2 separate regions of the Ovis aries genome follow, and region 1 is linked to region 2. A link is a contact called in public Hi-C data. All regions are on one chromosome and are shown on one strand. The core of a region is the stretch at or near the end of the contact, and the rest is flanking DNA. Distances in the headings are between cores, read along the strand shown. Region 1 overlaps HECW2 (HECT, C2 and WW domain containing E3 ubiquitin protein ligase 2). Region 2 overlaps STK17B (serine/threonine kinase 17b).

Region 1 (5,368 bases), core at 1,423-3,922, 110 kb before region 2:
AACTACATTTCCAGTGTTCAAGATCACATATATAAAGATATAGAATCCCTCTTTTTAATAAATCAATTTATATATCTTTGTATATTCCAGTAATTACTTTACATCCCATGAAATGGTAGCGTAACAATTATTTATTTTAAAAACTTGGCTAAAATTCTCTAGCATGTAGCATTATTTTAAGTAACAAGATGAAATTTTGAATAATGTTATTAACCTTTAAAATTACATTGGGATTTTGATGGACATTTTAAAAAAGCTTAAGTTACTTTGCATATGATTAAGATGTTTACAGTTTTCCATTTTTTCTTCTACAGGTATAATTTTTCATGCATTCAACCTTTGCATTTCTTACAATGCATTTTTCTTATTTATTTATTTATATAGGCACTGAATGTTTTGTGTCTAGGTTTTCCAAAAGTATTTTATGTTTTTGTTTCTGTTATGAGTGGACTTTTTTTATAGTTTTCTAAATAATGACTGCCAAATCTAGAAAACTTCTAGCACGATTTTCTGGAAATTGGTGTCTCAAGTTATTTTTTTCATTTACCTTGACATTTTATATCACTGTCTAAAAAATACTGCTGTATCCTTGCCTACTCCTTTACATACTGTTTAACAGACTTATCCATTCTAATGTTAATGGGTTATATTGTAACCCATTTGTTTTTTCTTTCATATATATATTTTAAAATAAAATATATGCCTATATAACATAGTTTCAATTCCTGAATATCTTTTCAGTTAAAACTCTTGTATCAAATATATAATAAATTATTATAGTTAATAAGAAAATATAAACCTCTAGCTATACATTTTAGCATAACCTAGATATTCTTCAGAATAATGATGGATTTAGGGTACAAGCTGTTAAGAATGTCTGACTAAGGTGTCTTATAGCCACATGTTTTTTGCATGTAATAACTAAATTCCTTTCGTTAGTGTTAAAATAGTTTTGCTTTATTTTGCTTTACTGAGAATAATGTTTACCATTGTCTGTTAAATTATGAGGATTTTAAACCCTTCATGTGTATTATCTCTTTGGTCCTCACAGCATTAATTTCAGTATTACAGAGAGGCCAGAGTCTTATCTAGTGCATATCATAGAGGTACTCAATAGGTATCTGTGGAATTAACCAAGATAAATACAAAGATTAAAACAACTTGCCAACAATAGAAGCAGAAAAAGGAATATATGACCAGACATCTAATTTGGCTCTATTTTCAATAGATCATTCTGTCTGTTGAAAAAGGAATAAATAATTATGAGACCTATCTGATAATATACTCAATATTTTGAAATTTTTACATGCTACTATATAATAGTTCTATGCTAAGCCTTTTATTTGCATTTGTTCATTGAATCCTTTTCACCAACCTATGAGGCAAATACTGTAACTATGCTTATTTCAAGATGAGAAAACAAGCAGAGAGAGTTAAGTAACTCTCTGAATTCTTAGCACAGAGCTCATTTATATCCACTTACAACAAATATTGCTTCTAAATATATGACTAATTGATTTCACCTCTGTATGTCCATAAGCATTGTGAGATAATAATAGATCCATATTTTCAAACCTTACCTATGTAATGGGAAGTAGAAAGAAAAGTTGACCTTTCTACTCCTTGGTTCTTACCTCAAGCCAGACCATGCCCTGTGACTGTAATCAGAAATATGAATCATTAGTACTGATTTTCCTTTCTTGGCATTACTCCATCAGAAAAGTCATGAGGATTTCTCTAAAATTGCCTTGAGGCAATTTTTCACAACATATATATTTTTGAAGGTTTACTAAACTGTATACAGAAACCTGTTTACAGAAGAAGAAGGTGTCAGAAGATGAGATGGCTGGATGGCATCACCGATGCAATGGACATGAACTTGGGCAAACTTCAGGAAATAGTGAGGGACAGAGAGGCCTGGCATGCTGCAATTCATGGGGTTGCAAAGAATCAGACACGACTGGGCGACTGAACAACAGCAACCACATCATACAGGAAACATGTGTGCAGAGTCTGAAATCCAGAGAGTGTTGTGGTTTAGAGGCATTGGTGCTTCTGATTGTTTTTGATCACGTGCCCTACTTTAACTACACCAAAATGTTGGTTGGTTTCAGTGAGGCTATTTTCTGTGGGAATTCCAGTCTTGAGACTATGTTCCTTGTCCTCAAATGATCTTCTGCTTGAGTTGATCTTCTGGGGTGATTCTACGCATTGGGAGGAAGTGGTTACCAAGGTCTGAATTCGACAGGCATCTGAGAGACAGTAGTAGCCAGCGACTTTTTCCTGAGATGTCACTATATATATAGTCTAGTATCTGTATGAATCTCTTAGTTATATAACAGTTGTGTTTTCTTATGAAGAAGTTGTCATTACCTGTTTTGTATTTCCTGCAGTGGGTTCTGTTTTAGTAAATAGTGTTAGCTTTCTGGTTCTCTTTTCTCCACCACAACAAAAAATGGTATAAAGATAAGTTTATTCCAAATACTGAATAGACTCAGGGAAATTTGTTTGGAGCCAAATGTATTTTGGTATTAACGGATCATTTGCCTGGTTTGATTTTGCTAAGCCCGTCTTATGTACACAGCATAGTGCTGGGTACTGGAAGGCACAGAGATAAAGGAGGAAGGGCTTTTGCCCTCCAGAATCGCACGACTCAGAAGGAACTGAAGTTATAACTGAGTGGCTGTGTGAGAAAGTGCAGTGCTGGAGGAAGTGCTGGAGTGTGTTGTAAAGGGTACAGTGAGCAACATGCCCATGAGGAAATGGTCCAATGATAAAATGTTCTTTGAATATAATCTTGCATGCTCAGTCACTCAGTCGTGTCTGACTCTTTGCAACCCCATAGACTGTAGCCCACCAGGCTCCTCTGTCCATGGGATTTTTCCAGGCAAGGATACTGGAGTGGGTTGCCATTTCCTCCTCCAGGGGATCTTCCCAACCCAGGGATTGAACCTGGGTCTCCTGTATTGCAGGCAGATTCTTTACCACCGAGCCACCAGGGAAGCCAATATAATCTTCATTCTCATTATAAACTGCTAAGATTGAATAGAATTTCTTCATTAAGGTGAAGGCAATAAAGAAAGAAATTAGAGGATTACCACAGATTTATTCTAACTCTGTAAATTTATAAAATAAATGAGTAAATATATTAATGTAACTTTCAAAAGTCCTTCTAATCAGAGTCATGTGAATCTTCAACAATATTTCTCAAACTTGTTATGATTATTTCAGATACTGGGTGGACTCATGGAAATTTTTTAGGATCCAATCTGTTATTTTCCATCCTAAAAGGAAAACAAACATTTCAGATCTACAATAGTGATTTTTAACCATGTGTATTTAGTGAAACGTAAAATGTGTACAAATATAAAACATGCATAAACTCCATATCCTTACAGCTTTATAAGCTATAAAACCAAAAGAAATATAAGTTAAGTAAAAACAAAAAATATAACATTTGAGTTAATGATATTGCGAGAAGATTTTGTTTTGCAGAAGTCAAATCACCAATGTTGAGACCAGTGTCAGTGGAAAGATATATTTGTGCTTTGTATTTCACTTGTGTTTGACTTGATTCTTTTGATTTTTGTGTCTAACGGTCTATCACATGCATCTGTGGCATTATCTTGGTCATAATTTTTCTTGCTTAACAAATAGCTTGCTTTTATCTATGTGATGAGCCAATTCACTTGTGTACCCCCAAGTATAATACTGAAGAAAATATATCATTAAACATATCCTTTGATGATTCTACTGCCATTTTTCTACTTATAAACTATTTATAAACTTTTGTTCTTAGAAAAAATCATAACACATGCTTTATTTAGCATTTTTAAATCCATTTATTTTGTTTTCTCTTTAGCCTATGGCAATTTACATATACGTTACCTTGCCTTATTTCATCATTATCATTTAATCTGCAATTTAATACTACCAAAGAAAAGTTTTGTCTTTTTAAATGGTGAAAGAATTGCGTGTTAGTAGCAGACAGGTACAGCTATCGTATTTAACATCAAGCCCTGCTCATCAACACTCTAAAAGTTCACCTCTGATCACTTGGCAACAAGTGTCTTGTTAATGCAAACGTGGGAGTTGAAGTCACTTTGTAATGTTTAGTCATAAATGTCATCCAGCTTGTCCAAAATATGCTTACCTCATATTAGCAGTTTTAATCATCAAAGTGGAAACACAGCATGTAAAAATTCTCCTAGTATTCAAGATTATGTCTGTAGATTTCTAGTAGGCAATGATGCCAGTTTAAGAAATGCTGGACTAAAGAATATTGGGCAAATACCTGATAACCAAGGAATAGTTCCTGTTTTTCCCCCCATCAGAAAAGATTGGTGATATTTCTGAGGATAACTACCCACTTTTTCTCTTCCTCAGCCTTGATCTTCTTTCTTGACAGTAAACCAATGCCTTCTTTGTTTTTACATGAAAAAACTCCATGAAGGAGTTAATAGAAGAGAAGGCCTAAACAGGGCTCAGTTAAATGAATGGAATAACTTAAATATATTCATGTCATGCTGGCATTGCCCTTGGATTCTCTCTCTTCCACTGCACCATGAAAGGGGCAGTGTCTTACATCCTATTTGATTCCCAGTATATGATACCATGCCTAGCACATAGTAGGTACTCAGAAATTGTTTACTGAATGAATGAATATTGATATGAATTTGGGCAAACTCTGGGAGATGGTGAAGGACGGGGAAGCCTGGTGCTGCAGTCCATGGGGTCGCAAAGAGTCGGACACGACTTGGCGACTGGACAACAGTGATATGATGTATATCAAATAACGCGTTCCAGTGCCTTGTTCCTGGAAGCATATGACCCGTCTCTTGTCATTGTGATAAATTAGCTGGCCCTGTAGAGAACTAGTCTCAGCCTGCCTCTGGTATGTTCTTAGTCACTTAGTTGTGTCCAACTTTTGCAGCCCCATGAACTGTAGCCCGCCAGGCTCCTCTGTTCATGGGGATTCTCCAGGCAAGTATACTGGAGTGGGTTGCCATTTCTTCCTCCAAGGGACCTTCCCAACCCAGGGATCAAACCCAGGTGTCCCGCATTGCAGGTGGATTCTTTACTGTCTGAGCCACCAGGGAAGCCACACCTCTATATTTTCTGGCCTAAAGAATCAGGCAGTTGTCTTCACTGCCTCATAGTTAATATCTGGAAAGTGATGAGAAGTTTCCCAATTGGCATATTTCCTCCACTGTCTTTCGCTTTCTTTCCCTCACCCTGTCATCTTTCTGACTCAGGAAGCTATGATCTCTTCCTTATCCACAGGATATCATAGGATGCACACAAGCAACAGTCAAGAGCATGCTATCTTTTTCATCACTCAACCTGTTCCGTGTGGTTCCAGTTAAAT
Region 2 (5,321 bases), core at 1,307-3,806:
TTATTGTTAAACTTTGGGATGCATTCACTCTGAAAGCTTTTTGGTTTTTTTCCACTATTATAAATCATGCTTCATTAAGCATGTCTTTGACAACATCTAAGATTCATATTGATTCTTTTGAAACTTGAGAACAGAAAATAATTATAAAATATATGTCTGTTTTACTAGATTCTTATGAATAGATTGCTTTTTAGCTGATGTATTATAGCATAAGATAAACATCTTAGATTCTAGAATCTAGAAAAGGTGAACATCTTAGAATTAAGAGCCTACACTCTGTCTCTATGGGTAAATTTGCTGTGTTCTTGTGCTCATGATTCCTAAGGCCTGATGTGGAACAGTGTTGGGAATGTAGCCCAATTTGTATCTTTGATACAGGTATATCCCTTCTTTCTGTATATATGCTAATAACATATATATGATCATAAGCATACACATCTATAGACTTGTAAATTTAGGGAAAAAAATCTTAGAGCCCAAGAATGACCTGAAGAAAAAAACACTAAGCATAGAAATTGGTAACCATATTGATTTTTCAGAGAGGAATATGTGAACAGTGAAACTGAATGCCATCAGAACTAAGGTATATAAATAGTTCATCAAAACGGAATAAAAAAGACAGATTTTAAGAACTAGTTTAAGCTAACTTGGAGTGAGAGTTTTGTATATGGAGAGAGGGTAAGCTATTCAACAGTGGCAGGGACTGTCACTGGAGAAGATCTTTCAGAGAGTACTAACAGTATTTGTTTATTGAATGCCATGATGTGCTTTCACGACTAGCGCTGTACCAGTGTCATTCTTCATGAGTTTGTATCTTAATTTTTAGTATTTAGGGCACTGCAAGATAGATTCTATGATTCATCCATACTTCAGGGGCAGCAGAATTGCAGCTTTCCTCGCTAGTAATCAGGAGAAATGCAAAGTCAATCTCAAAACTGTCTGAATGGGGCATATGTCGGCAAGGAAATGATAAGCTCTCCTCCCCAAGGCTAGTGGGATGAAAAGAAGGGACCAACTCTGTTTGTGATTAATTGTTTTTAATTCAAACAAAAGAATAAGATTGAAACCTCCAAGCATTTGTTATATTTGTATCCCTTCCGACACATTTGAAATACTACTTTCTTTCTTTTTAAAAGTAGCTGTATTACTTTGCTAGGCTGCTGTAACAAAGTACTGTAGATAGGGTGACTTAAGCAACTTGAAATTAACTTTCTTACAATTCTGGAGAATAGAATTTTGAGATCAAGGTGTCAACAGGCTTGGCTTCTCTGAGGCCTGTCTCTGGCTTGTGAATGGCCTTCTCCCTGTGTCTTCATCTGGTCTTCCCCTGTGTGTTTCTGTATCCTAATCACAATTTTTTAATGAAGATACTTAACTTGGTGTATTGCTTTAAGGCCCACCCTAATGGCCTCATTTTAATTTAATTACCCATTTAAAGGCCCTTTCTCCTAATACAGTCACTTTCTGAGGTACTAGGGGATTAGGACTTTAAGGTAGGAATTTTGAGGGGAGGGACATAATTCACCTCAGAACAGCAGCAAAGGTAAATGCCTCATAACTGGTATGATGGATAAATGGGATTCAGACTCAGATGCGGCTCAATGCAAATGTTATTTTCAGAGTGGTACTCTGCTAATTTTGGAACACTAGAGATGTACCTCAAAACTAGTTAGGTCTGTTTTTCCAAAGGCCAAGAGAAAAAAAATGCTGACTTAAAACCAGGGAAATCCAGAAACTGAAAACACTCCCCTCTAATCACACTGTTCACTTGCTAAGTTGAATATAGGTGGCGTTTGAATGTAGGAAGCTATAGAACATGTCAAGTAGGAAATAAACGGAGGAAAAACGTGACAGAGAAGGAAAAAAGCTTAGGGATTCTTGTAAGAGTGTGCTAGAAGAGTAATACTGGATCTCTATTACATAGGCATAGCAGAAGGAAGTATCTAAAAATATGTAGTTTGTCATTATATGAATTCAATTAATGTGAAATAGTAGTTTTAATATTAAAACTGAATACTTGTAAATATCATAAAAGTTCCAGATAAATATGCGCTTCAGATACAGATTAGAACTCCAGAATAGGGCTTAATGTGTAGTTGCTCACTCATCCGACAAAATTATACAGCTTTTCATACTCTGTGCTGGGTTCTGAATCTAAGACCCGTGAAGCAAGTCTATTTCTTTTAGTGACTCAGATGTCAGTAATATAACTCACAACATGTGAATTTGCCACTATATTTATTTGCCCATGTAAAATTAAATTTAAAATGAATAATTGTTTTTCTATGTTAAATTATCATTATGTGCAGATACAACTTTAAAGAATCAAAGTTTTAAAATGAAATTGAATGATGATATTACAATATTAACTTTTTAAAAGAATTTGGTAGGTATTACAGGCATTTTCAGTAGTTTTATTCTGAAATGAAATTCAGTAACATAGGTGATACCAATTTATGTGTCTGGTCTTTGTTTTTCTTTTTATGGGGTAGAATATGCTTTTAAATCTTCTTCCGTCTTTTTCTTTTTCTTTTTTTTTTGGTTGTACCTTATAGCTATATTTGGAGCTGTACAGTATAACGCATATCCTGTCTGAGATAACATTTTTTTCCCCTTAATTGCATATAAGTTATACCCTGCGTCTCCTCTTTTTTTAAACAGATAAAAATAAGTGACTGAAGAAGCCTATCTGGGAGTCATCATGTTGAGGAGAAGATTTGATTGCCGAAGTATTTCGGGCATGCTAACTACCACTCCTCAAACCCCAATTAAAGTGGAAAACTTTAATAATTTTTATACACTTACATCTAAAGAACTGGGAAGGTAAGGAAACTTTTGATGTGTGTGTGTTTAAAATCACAGGATTTCTTTGTCTATATGTTTATAAAACTCACTTGATTATTATTTAGCAATGATTAGAAAGAAAAGTCCTCATCTCTGCTGATATATACAGGGATCTAGTCTTAAGTGACCTGGAAATCAAATCCATGGAGGGTTACTGAGCCTGTAAGATATATCACACCTCACTTCATAGCCCATGGTGGGAAGTCAGGGCTTTTACTTGAGTTTGTCCAAGGGAAGAGGCAGCTTAGCATAGTGGACTGTCACATCCAAATTTGGGGTTAGCCATTTGCTATTTGATCTCAAATTACTGTTCCTCTCAGTTCTGTAGTTTCCTCATCTGAGAAGTGGGAATGAAGGTAATCGTATATATTTTATATCGTTGTTGTGAGTCTTAAACAAGTTAATATTTATAAAATAGTAGAATGCTATAAAGTTTTTGTTGAATAGCTTTTCTAATTCTCAGGATGTTGTGCCAGCCTAAAAAATGTAGAGATTCTCCTCCTTCTCTTTTCTAAACAAAATGAATTAATTCATATTTGATAATATAATTCCATATGACAAACAGTGCATGTTCTGTAAGTAAAACCTGTATTTATTTACACTGATACTGATCCGTTTTTGTTTAACGAAGGTGTAAATTCCTTCAGGCTGAGGAGTGACCTGAGATTATGAGACCTAAATTTAACACTACCATTTGAATATATATGAAAATTACAAAAGATATACCAAATAATTTGTTATGTATTCAGCATTTTGAGCTTTAAATTTAAACACTTAACAAAGGGAGGATGGTGATCATTTTCTGTCTTTAGTTTGATTTTTATGTTAAAATAGTAAAAGCCTATGTTTGTGTTGATGGATGCACAGTAAAATAGTATGAATGATTTTTTTGTGTTTGATAATGTCAATGTGAAAACAAAAATTGACTGAAACATGGCAAGTAATTCTGTTCTTGGTGGTCTTTTATGTCAAAGACGAAGGCAAGTCCTGGCTTTTTCACTTGTCAGATATTGGGAGCAGTCTTTCTTTTACAAAATAAGGGTGATAATATCTATGTCATCAGACTAAGAACCAAATATGAAGGCATATTTATTTCGTAATTCCAGGCATATTTATTTATTTAATTTTGTGCATAAAATATTTGGGCCTTTTAATGGTTTATGAAAAGATATAGTTTTTAAAACCTTTCATGGTATTTTTAAGAAATAGTTTAGTTCTAAGTCTGTAATTATTTCTCTTTGCATTATACAGGAAAGAGTAAGTGTTCTTTAGTTGACTGTATCTCATTACTCATTAAATAGTCATAGAGTCTTTGCTTTGGAAGAACTTCAATGGTCAGTGGCCTTCTAATATAATTTTTATGCAGTGCAGCAATTTTTCCTGTAATTTTCCTGACAAGTTTTTTTTATCCAGCCTCAATTTGAATGTCTCAGGAATAGGGAACTCACTTCCTCAGAATATGTCTGTTCCATCTTGTGGGCACTTAGGCACAGAATTTTGTTTTCTACTAATCTCTACCTAATATACATGGTTCCCCTTTTGTAGCTGCATATAATATCCATGTAAAAAATCCTTTAGAGATTTGAATGTAGCTAAATGTTATCAGTTTCGTTAGATGCTCATCTTATAACCTGATTTCCAGATGGTGTTCCTTGATCCATGTACCCTCTTCTGGATCACTTTGCAGCTTTTTATCCTCAGTCTTAAAATGAAACAGTCTAGAATGGATGCAATATTGTTAACATCTTACCATCTGGAATACAGCAAAACTGTATTGAGATAGCCTGTGTGGGAGCTAGAAAGACTGATTTTTTTTTCTTTAATGGTTTTGGAGAACATAAACTTTGGGAACAATATTAATAATTTGAAATTGTTTTGTAAATGGGGTGCCATCATAAATAACAATCATAAACTTGACTCAGTTTATAACATTTTAGAGCAAAAACTCATGATAAACTCTGATGAAAACAAATTCAGATTCCTAATATTTCATCTTTTAATAACTTCATAAAAGAGACCTTTTTTCTTTTATTTGATATGGCCTAATGAGTCACCTGGTAAATATTGATATGTCTCATTAATAAACCTTGATAAATTGAAGTCATGACCTTTCATCTGCCATGAACTTGCTTTAAATTCTTTCAATATTTTACCAATTTTGATACTATCCCACACTTTGCAAAGTGAAAATTAGGATCATAATCTTGTTTCTTCTGAGGCTTATACATTTTGAAACATACAAACATAATAATTCTAGCACGTGATGATTACCAAATTATCTTTATAAATCAGTTTTTAAATTAGTTTTAAGATGTTTAATGTTTTATAATTTTTCTTTAAACAAATGAGAATAAGATATGTAAAAGTTAGCAGTTAATTTTTGACTGTTCTCAAAAAGCTTTGCATTGTTCCTGTTTTTTAACATGTTGGGTAAGTTTTTTCCACCCCTCCCCCAACTGAATCAAGGTTTCATAGGA

What was found. Hi-C and Micro-C count contacts between places; a contact is called where the count stands out from the background.
Region 1: a contact with region 2 is called in a Hi-C map of blood, with 2.1 times the contacts expected there. The contact joins two enhancer-like sites. A contact is called at or near these places in 3 of 16 Hi-C or Micro-C datasets (all in blood).

What each region holds. Positions count from the first base shown.
Region 1 is chr2:198,524,750-198,530,117 of ARS-UI_Ramb_v3.0, reverse strand. The region is part of intron 17 of HECW2 (HECT, C2 and WW domain containing E3 ubiquitin protein ligase 2); the gene reads left to right. Among named protein-coding and RNA genes, the nearest start is that of STK17B, 96 kb to the right of the region's middle. Within about 2 kb of position 2,672, at least 10 of the 54 cell types and tissues checked have an H3K27ac peak or open chromatin away from gene starts, as enhancers often do.
Region 2 is chr2:198,418,631-198,423,951 of ARS-UI_Ramb_v3.0, reverse strand. STK17B (serine/threonine kinase 17b) reads left to right here. Exons shown (of 10, transcript XM_042244014.2): 4 at 2,662-2,823. The coding sequence starts at 2,702. Among named protein-coding and RNA genes, the nearest start is that of STK17B, 10 kb to the left of the region's middle. Within about 2 kb of position 2,556, at least 4 of the 54 cell types and tissues checked have an H3K27ac peak or open chromatin away from gene starts, as enhancers often do.